Linked DNA regions of Mus musculus: region 1 is linked to region 2. A link is a contact called in public promoter capture Hi-C data. All regions are on one chromosome and are shown on one strand. The core of a region is the stretch at or near the end of the contact, and the rest is flanking DNA. Distances in the headings are between cores, read along the strand shown.

What was found. Promoter capture Hi-C pulls out the DNA fragments that hold promoters and counts their contacts.
Region 1: a promoter capture Hi-C map of liver shows a contact between it and region 2, with 4 times the contacts expected there. The contact joins the promoter of Cnp here to the promoter of Tubg2 in region 2. A contact is called at or near these places in 4 of 39 promoter capture datasets (hippocampal neurons, liver and neutrophils), 1 of 115 datasets of contacts at active chromatin or transcription factors (double positive thymocytes) and 1 of 9 other capture datasets (liver).

What each region holds. Positions count from the first base shown.
Region 1 is chr11:100,573,533-100,577,373 of GRCm38.p6, forward strand. It overlaps Cnp (2',3'-cyclic nucleotide 3' phosphodiesterase), which reads left to right and starts at 1,407. Exons shown (of 4, transcript NM_009923.2): 1 at 1,407-1,536; 2 at 2,704-3,373. The coding sequence starts at 1,534.
Region 2 is chr11:101,153,736-101,158,128 of GRCm38.p6, forward strand. It overlaps Tubg2 (tubulin, gamma 2), which reads left to right and starts at 2,149. Exons shown (of 11, transcript NM_134028.2): 1 at 2,149-2,433; 2 at 2,713-2,825; 3 at 3,018-3,185; 4 at 3,717-3,785; 5 at 4,048-4,127. The coding sequence starts at 2,385.

The DNA.
Region 1 (3,841 bases), core at 157-2,656, 580 kb before region 2:
GGCTGTCAGAGAAGAACAAGTCGAGGGAGTTGGTTTTCTATCATTCATGGCCTAGAAGTTCAACTCAGGGTAACGTGGCCATGTTAACAAAGCTATATCTCAACTGCTCCTGAGAAATTATATATAATTATATATCCGTTTGTTTTGTTTTGTTTTGTTGAGACAGGGTGTCTCTCTGTAGGCCTGGCTGTCCTGGAACTCACTCTGCAGATCAGGCTGGCCTGGAACTCACTGAGATCTGCTTGCCTCTGCCTCCCAAGTGCTGGGATTAAAGAAAAAAGTGAAAGTGAACAATGTCACCACGTCCTCGAAGCTAGGATGCACTTGCCTAGCTTGCAGGAACCCCAGCATCTTAAACAGCTGACATGTTCTTGTATGTATGAATTTCCAGCAAGAGGATAAGAAGTTCAAGGTCACCCTTTGTTACATAGAGAGTTTGAACTTAGCCTGGGTTACATGAGATTCATCTTTAAAACAAACCTTTTTTGGGGGATATCCAGCAAAGAAGACTGCTTAGACCCAAGCGGAAGCCAATAGAAAGTCTTTATTAGCCAGCCCCTCAGCCCCTTCACTAGACTTTTTTTTTTTTTTTTTTTTTTTTCCTGAGACAGGGTTTCTCTGTGTAGACCTGGCTGTCCTGGAACTCACCCTGTAGACCAGGCTGGCCTTGAACTCAGAAATCCACCTGCCTCTGCCTTCCAAGTGCTGGGATTAAAGGTGTGTGCCACCACCACCCAGCACTTTTCTCAGGGTAGGCTTTTAATCATAAAAACCACATCCTGTGTTGACACACCTAAGTCAGAAGCAGACTATAGGAGCCAAAAATCAAGGTTAGGACATTTAGGGCCTTTCCCAGAATTATGGACTTTGATGAATTAGGTCTTTGTTTTTGTTTTAGGAGGCGGTGATGCCTATCGGCCTGGTTTCGTGGCCTGAATGGTACTTCCTTCACATGTCAGTTGTGATAAGGTCTATGAGCCTGTTTCAAAATTTTAAACTATCTGACTGCACCCATTTCATCCCAGCCTGCCTGGGAACCCAGGAAAGGCAACTGCCTCCTGTTTTAAGAGTTCATCTCTCTCCTGGTGATGTCTTTAATCCAAGCACTTGGGAGGCAGAGGCAGGCAGATCTCTGTACCAGGCCAGCCTGATCTACATGGTGAGTTCCAGGACAGTCAGGGCTACATAGTGAGTTCCTGTCTCAGAGAAGGGAAAAAGTTAAACTTTAACTTTTAAGGAACAAAGAGGTGGCGTGGCGGACTCTTTCTTGGCATTGAGAGTCCAGGTGTGCTTTTACTTTCTGCCAAGGCTCAGACCGCTGCTTCCTGGCACTCAGGTTTCCATTCCCCGGGGGCGCGTGCGCAGAGGCTCGGGCTGACCCCGCCCTGTCCGCGCGCCCCGCCCCCAGGCTATGAAAGGGACCCTGCGTGGGGGGGCCCCGGACACCCGGAGACGCCCGTGTCCCTCACGCAGGCGGGCGGCCCCGGAGACATAGTACCCGCAAAGGCGGTGACGGCGGTGCGCCCACTCATCATGGTGAGCGCAGCGCGTGCGTGGGGGCCGGGGCGGGAGAGAGGCTAACTGAAAGCGAGATTCTTGGGGATGCATGGGCAGAAGTAGTTTGCAAATGAGGACACCAGGTTCCGGAGTTGAAGTTGCCTCTGGGTCCTCCAAGGCAGCCCTAAGGCAAGGGGCGCGAGCGGGGATATTTTGGGGGAGTCTTAGTGTCTTTGGAGAAGGAAATATCGCCGCAGGGAAGTGAAAGTCGATGCTCCTTGGCGACACCAGCTGGCAAATGGGTCTGGGTAGCACCAGAGAGTGCAGGGCTGTTGTGGAGCCCGCGCTGGGAGTGGGTTCCTGCACAAGGCTATAGAGAAGCCAGAAGCCAGCTAAATTCTCAGGGGCGGAAGCCGTTGTAGATGACAACTGAAACCGCTATGTCTTGTTTTTGTCAGAGAGGTGCTGCTAACACACAGCAGAATAGGGGGCACAGATCTCTGAATACAGGTGCCCTGTGCCCTAATCCTACAGATTGGGGGAGGGGGCGCACTGAGAGAGCAGAGGAGGAGGTGGTTGTGAATATGCCCTTTGTCCAGTGCCCTCCTGCCCTGCCCCCCACCAGCCCTCTGTGGGACCATTGTCCCCCTATACCCAGACAAGAGAGTATTATCTGTTGGTGCCATTGTTGGGTGGAGGGAGGCGGTCTTTGGGTCACCCTCCCCTGCCCTCACCCTCCTCTGCACACTCAAGAGAGCCAAGGCAGCTGTGGCTTTGCCCATACATAGAGCCCCAGGCCTCCAAACAGGACATCCTTAAGAGGTGCCAAGAATATATAAGTTAGGGCTGACAGGGAGCCACAGGCACTTGCTGCCCTTGCGTGCCCTGTCACCAAGGTGTTCTGAGGGGGAGCAGAGAGTGATCCTTGGAGCCAGAGACTAAGAGGTTAGGTAGCTTCAGAAAGATTCCCTCTACCTTACAACCCAGCTGTTGAAGATACTGAAGGATCTACTGCGAGGAAGAAAATCCACCATTCCCCTCCGGGGAAAGCATCCACCATTCAAGGGTGCTTTAAGTTAGGCTTGGGGATTCCTCAACTGACAAGCGGTCCCCCTCTGGGAGAACTCGGCCAGAGACTAGGGTGTGGTGCTTGCGGGCTGGCTTTGAGGAGCCGGGGCTGACATCTCCTCCTCCCTTCTTACACAGAACACAAGCTTTACCCGCAAAAGCCACACATTCCTGCCCAAGCTCTTCTTCAGGAAAATGTCATCCTCAGGAGCAAAGGAGAAGCCAGAGCTGCAGTTCCCTTTCCTTCAAGATGAGGACACGGTGGCTACCCTCCACGAGTGCAAGACGCTATTCATCCTGCGCGGCCTGCCGGGCAGCGGCAAGTCCACACTGGCTCGGCTCATCCTGGAGAAGTACCACGACGGCACCAAGATGGTGTCCGCTGATGCTTACAAGATCATCCCTGGCTCTCGGGCAGACTTCTCCGAGGCGTACAAGCGTCTAGACGAGGACCTGGCTGGCTACTGCCGCCGGGACATCAGGGTTCTTGTGCTTGATGATACCAACCACGAGCGGGAGCGGCTGGATCAGCTTTTTGAAATGGCAGACCAGTATCAGTACCAGGTGGTGCTGGTGGAGCCCAAGACAGCGTGGCGACTAGACTGTGCCCAGCTCAAGGAGAAGAACCAATGGCAGCTGTCGGCCGATGACCTGAAGAAGCTGAAGCCCGGGCTGGAGAAGGACTTTCTGCCACTCTACTTTGGCTGGTTCCTGACCAAAAAGAGTTCTGAGACCCTCCGAAAAGCTGGCCAGGTCTTTCTGGAGGAGCTGGGGAATCACAAGGCCTTCAAGAAAGAGCTTCGACACTGTAGGTGGATGTGGGGTGGGAGCAGGGCAGCTAAAGCCTTGTACTGTTTGCCTGTGATGGAGAGCCAGGCAGCGCAGCTGCTGAGCTCAAAGGATGGGGTTGACGGGTGGAGGGTACAGGTAGCAGCTTCTAGGACTGGCCAGAAGCAAGGCGTCAGTGGAGAAGGGCATGCCCATAGCTCCTTTCTTGCCTTCCTCTTCCCCCCCCAGCACCAGGATATCCTCCCCGTTTGGCTCTAGACCTCCATCTGAGTCTTGGAGGTGGGAAAAAACTGTAATTCTCTTCGCCATATGCTATAAGCTCCTCGGTGGAGGGCGGAGGGAGACCAAGGCTGTCAAGATCAGTTTTAGCAGCAGAATATATGTTTCTAAGCAGAAGGTGAGGTGGAAACCTAAACTGCAAAAAGTAGCAAGGCCAAGGCTGTGTGACTTTCCAGAGAATGGGTCTTGGGCTCCCCCATGGCATCTC
Region 2 (4,393 bases), core at 899-3,398:
AGGTAGAGAAGGCAAATCCCTAACAGAAAGGACGGTCAATGTCAAGGGCTGGAGAGGGGCAGGGCCAGAGGGGGCGGGGTGAGACATCTAAGAAGGAATATGGAGCTTTAGGGAAGACAAAAAAATTCTGGCTGTAGTGGCATAAGCCTGTGATGTTAGGACTTGAGAAACATCAGCCGGAGGACCAAGAAATCAAGATTATGAGCTACAGAGTGGCACTGAGGTCAACCTGGATCACATGAGGGATCCAGGCCTCTCCAGCCCCCTCAAAAAAAAAAAATCAAAACAAAAAGGTCTCACACTTAACAAAAGATTAAAATAGTAAACTTAGCATGGCAGTGGTGACGTAGGCCTTTAATTCCAGCGCTTGGGAGTCAGAGACAGGTGGACTTCTGTGAGTTCAAGGCCAGCCTGGTCTCAGACCCAATTCCAGGACAGCCAGGGCTACACAAAGAAAGCCTGTCTCCAAAAACAATTTGGTACCTTTAAAAAAGATACAACTATCCCTTCTCTGCCTTTTGGTTAAACTCAGGTGTAAAGGTATAACTTAATTAATTAATTAAGATACAATGTAGCCTGAGCTGTCTTAGAATTTATGTAGATTAGAATCACTTGCCTCTGGCTCTGAGTGCTCAACTGAAAGGTATGCCTCTATCTGGATGTACTTTCTTTCTTTTTCAAATATATATGTATATATATATATATATGTGTGTTTGTGTGTGTTTGTGTGTATTTTCATTTTTAAAAAAAGATTTATTTATTCATTATATGTCTTAAGTACACTGTAGCTGTCTTCAGACACACCAGAAGAGGGTGTCAGATCTTGTTATGGATGGTTGTGAGCCACCATGTGGTTGCTGGGATTTGAACTCAGGACCTTCAGAAGAGCAGTCAGTGCTCTTAACCACTGAGCCATCTCTCCAGCCCCTATATTTTCATTTTTATTGGTTATTTTATTGACATTTCAAATGTTATCCCCCCTCCCAGTTTCCCCTCCACAAACTCCCTATCCCCTTTCCTCTTCCCCCTGCCTCTATGAGGGTGCTCCCCCACCCACCTACCCACTCCTGCCTCAGCACTCTGTCATTCCCCTACCCTGGACCATTGAGCCTCCACAGGACCAAGGGGCTCCCCTCCCATTGATGTATAACAAGGCCATCCTCTGCTACATATCCAGCTATGCCATGGGTCCCCCAATGTGTTCTCTTTGGTTAGTGATTTAGTCCTTGGGAGCTTTGGGGGAGGGGGTTCTGTTTGGTTGATACTGTTGTTCTTCCTATGGGGCTGCAAATCCCTTCAGCCTCCTTCAGTCCTTGCCCTGATTTCTCCACTGGGGTCCCCGAACTTAAACCAGTGTCTGGACGTACTTTCTAATTACATTTATTTATTTATTCCTTGCAGGTTTGCATACTCCAAGAGTACGCATATAGAGAGGTCAAAGGATAATCCAGGAGTTCGTTCTTGATTCCTTATTTCCACCATGAGGACCCTGCAATCAAACTCCGATGTGGTCAGGCTTGGCAGTAAGGGCCTTTATGACACCTGCCAGCCTGAGATGACTTATTTTATTACCCAGGGTCTCACTATGTAGCTCCAGCTGGCCTGATATTCACTAAACAGGATGACCTAGAACTCACAGAGATCTGCCTCCCACTGTCTCCCAAGTGCTGGGGATTAAAGGCACGAGCCACCACACCTGGTCCCAGCTGACAAACTTTGTATTTTTCATAGTGTAAGAATATGAAAATAGCTGAACGCTTTTAATCCCAGCACTCGGGAGGCTGAGGTAGGCAGATCTATGAGTTTGAGGCAGTCTGGTCTATAGAGTGAGTTCCAGGACAGACAAGGCTACACAGAGAAACCTGTCTTGAAAAACCAAAAAGAAAAAAAAAAAAAGAATATATGTAAACACACATACATGTACACCCACATATAGTAGCACTTCCCTTGCATGCTCACTTGAAAAGAGTTGGCTTAAATGTAGCCCCTCAATTTAGCATATCCGGCAGGTGTAGGCAGGTGACTCCCACACTTGGTGCATCCACCTGGCCACTTCTCCCTTCCCTCCCCCACACCCCTGGGGATCCTCGGCTGGCCAAATGTTACCGTGCGCAAGCGCACATAGTGACAGGAAGCGTGGCCTCGCTCTGCGCCTGTGCTGAATTCCAGCTGCAATTGCTAAGAGAGAAAATGATGCCCAGGATGGGCTCTGCCGCCCGCCGGCTGCGGAGAGGCCCACACTGCACACGCGCAGACCCAGCGCCCGCGTCAAAACATCAGTCGACAGCGCGTTCCCCATGTCCTGCGCCTCCGGCTGGCAGGAGTTCCTCTCAGTCGTGACCCCCGCCGCCAGGCCGGGGCGGACGAGCTAGGTCTGATCGGCGATGCCCCGGGAGATCATCACCCTGCAGCTGGGCCAGTGCGGCAACCAGAGTGAGCAAGCGACCACGGTGCCCCGCTTCTATCCCTCTGGTTCAATCCCTCAGGCTGCACTCAAGTGCCTGGTACCCATCAATCCCCTTTGTCCTTCCCATGATCCACCTTTTCTATTGCGCATGATGATCCAGGCAAGAGCTGCCTCCTTAGCCCTGGGCTGTGACAACTTCCAGACCCAGGTGTCTTGGGTCACCTTCTGGAATGTAATAGCCTCTGAGCCTGGGCTCCTCAGGCCTTAAAGCTGTAGCAGACTTGGGCCTCTTCCTCCTCCCCCAGTTGGGTTCGAGTTCTGGAAACAGCTGTGTGCTGAACATGGAATCAGCCCCGAGGGCATCGTAGAGGAGTTCGCCACCGAGGGCACTGACCGAAAGGATGTCTTTTTCTACCAGGTGCCCCCCGCCCCTCCCCCCCAGTGACTTGACCAGGACCATGGGGACCTGAAGGGACTGGCAGCGCGATCTGGTGCTGGGAAACTCTCTGAGTGGATGGATGGGAACAGAGTGGCTATCTTAAGGGAGGGCCTGCAGGAGCCAGAGTTGGGAGGCTTCAGGACTTGACCCATCCTGGCTTACCTCTGACAGGCAGATGATGAGCACTACATCCCCCGGGCTGTGCTGCTGGACCTGGAGCCCCGGGTGATCCATTCCATCCTCAACTCCTCCTATGCTAAGCTCTACAACCCGGAGAACATCTACCTGTCGGAGCATGGCGGAGGAGCTGGCAACAACTGGGGCAGAGGATTCTCCCAGGTGTCACTCCTAGAGTTCCTTGGTAATCCTAGCCTAGGATAAGGAAAGGCTCAAGCCAGTCTGGGGATCCGTCCAGGTTAGACTTGCAAGAAATAAAGAGACGGGGGCTGGTGAGATGGCTCAGTGGGTAGGAGCACCCGACTGCTCTTCTGAAGGTCCAGAGTTCAAATCCCAGCAACCACATGGTGGCTCACAACCATCCCTAACAAGATCTGACTCCCTCTTCTGGTGTGTCTGAAGACAGCTACAGTGTATTTACATATAATAATAAATAAATCTTTAAAAAAAAAAAAAAAAAAAAAAAAAAAAGAAAGAAATAAAGAGACAAATGGGTATGTTGAGAGGAGGGACTGCTAGGGAAGGTTATGTAAATTTTATGCAAATCGTTCACAAAGTAGCATTTCTGGGTTGAGAGAGATTCTGGTTGGGAAGCTCAGTTTCAGGATGGCAACGGAGACAATGGGTGGAGATCTTGGTGCTGAGAAGAAAGAACCTTTGGTCTGACTTTCCCTTCCCCATGTCTACATACAGGGTGAGAAAATTCACGAGGACATCTTTGACATTATAGACCGAGAAGCAGATGGAAGTGACAGTCTAGAGGTGAGGATCTTCAACAGTGAAGCATGCTGGGGGGAAAGATCAGGCATGATTCAATCACGTGAAACATTCAACTCCGCATTCATTTGGGGACATCATATAGAGCGCATTAAGGTGACTAAGCCACTGCCTTGGGAAATCAGAATCTCAGTGCTGTCCGTTATTAAGCTTCTCTTGGGTCTCTGAGTCTTTCCAAGGAGCCTCAGAGACAAGGCTGAAGTCTCTGAGATACCTGGCCACTATCTTTCTCTCTCTCTCTATTCAGGGATTTGTGCTATGTCACTCCATTGCTGGGGGGACAGGTTCTGGTCTGGGCTCCTACCTCTTAGAGCGACTGAACGACAGGTAAGCCTGTGTTTAAGGAGAGATCATTAGTCTTGACTCTTTGGGCTGGTTTACATTGTTGTTTATTTTGGGAGAGGCATACCTGTCGATGCATACAAGTGGAAGTCAGAGGACAGTGTGCTTGGGTTGGTTCTCTTTCACCTTGCGGAGCTCAGGAACCACTGAGGTCATTAAGAGTGGTGGCAGGCATCTTTACCTTACCCACTGAGTCACCTTACTGTAGTGAGAATTTGGGTTTCTTTTAAAACTCAGTTATATTCCATGAA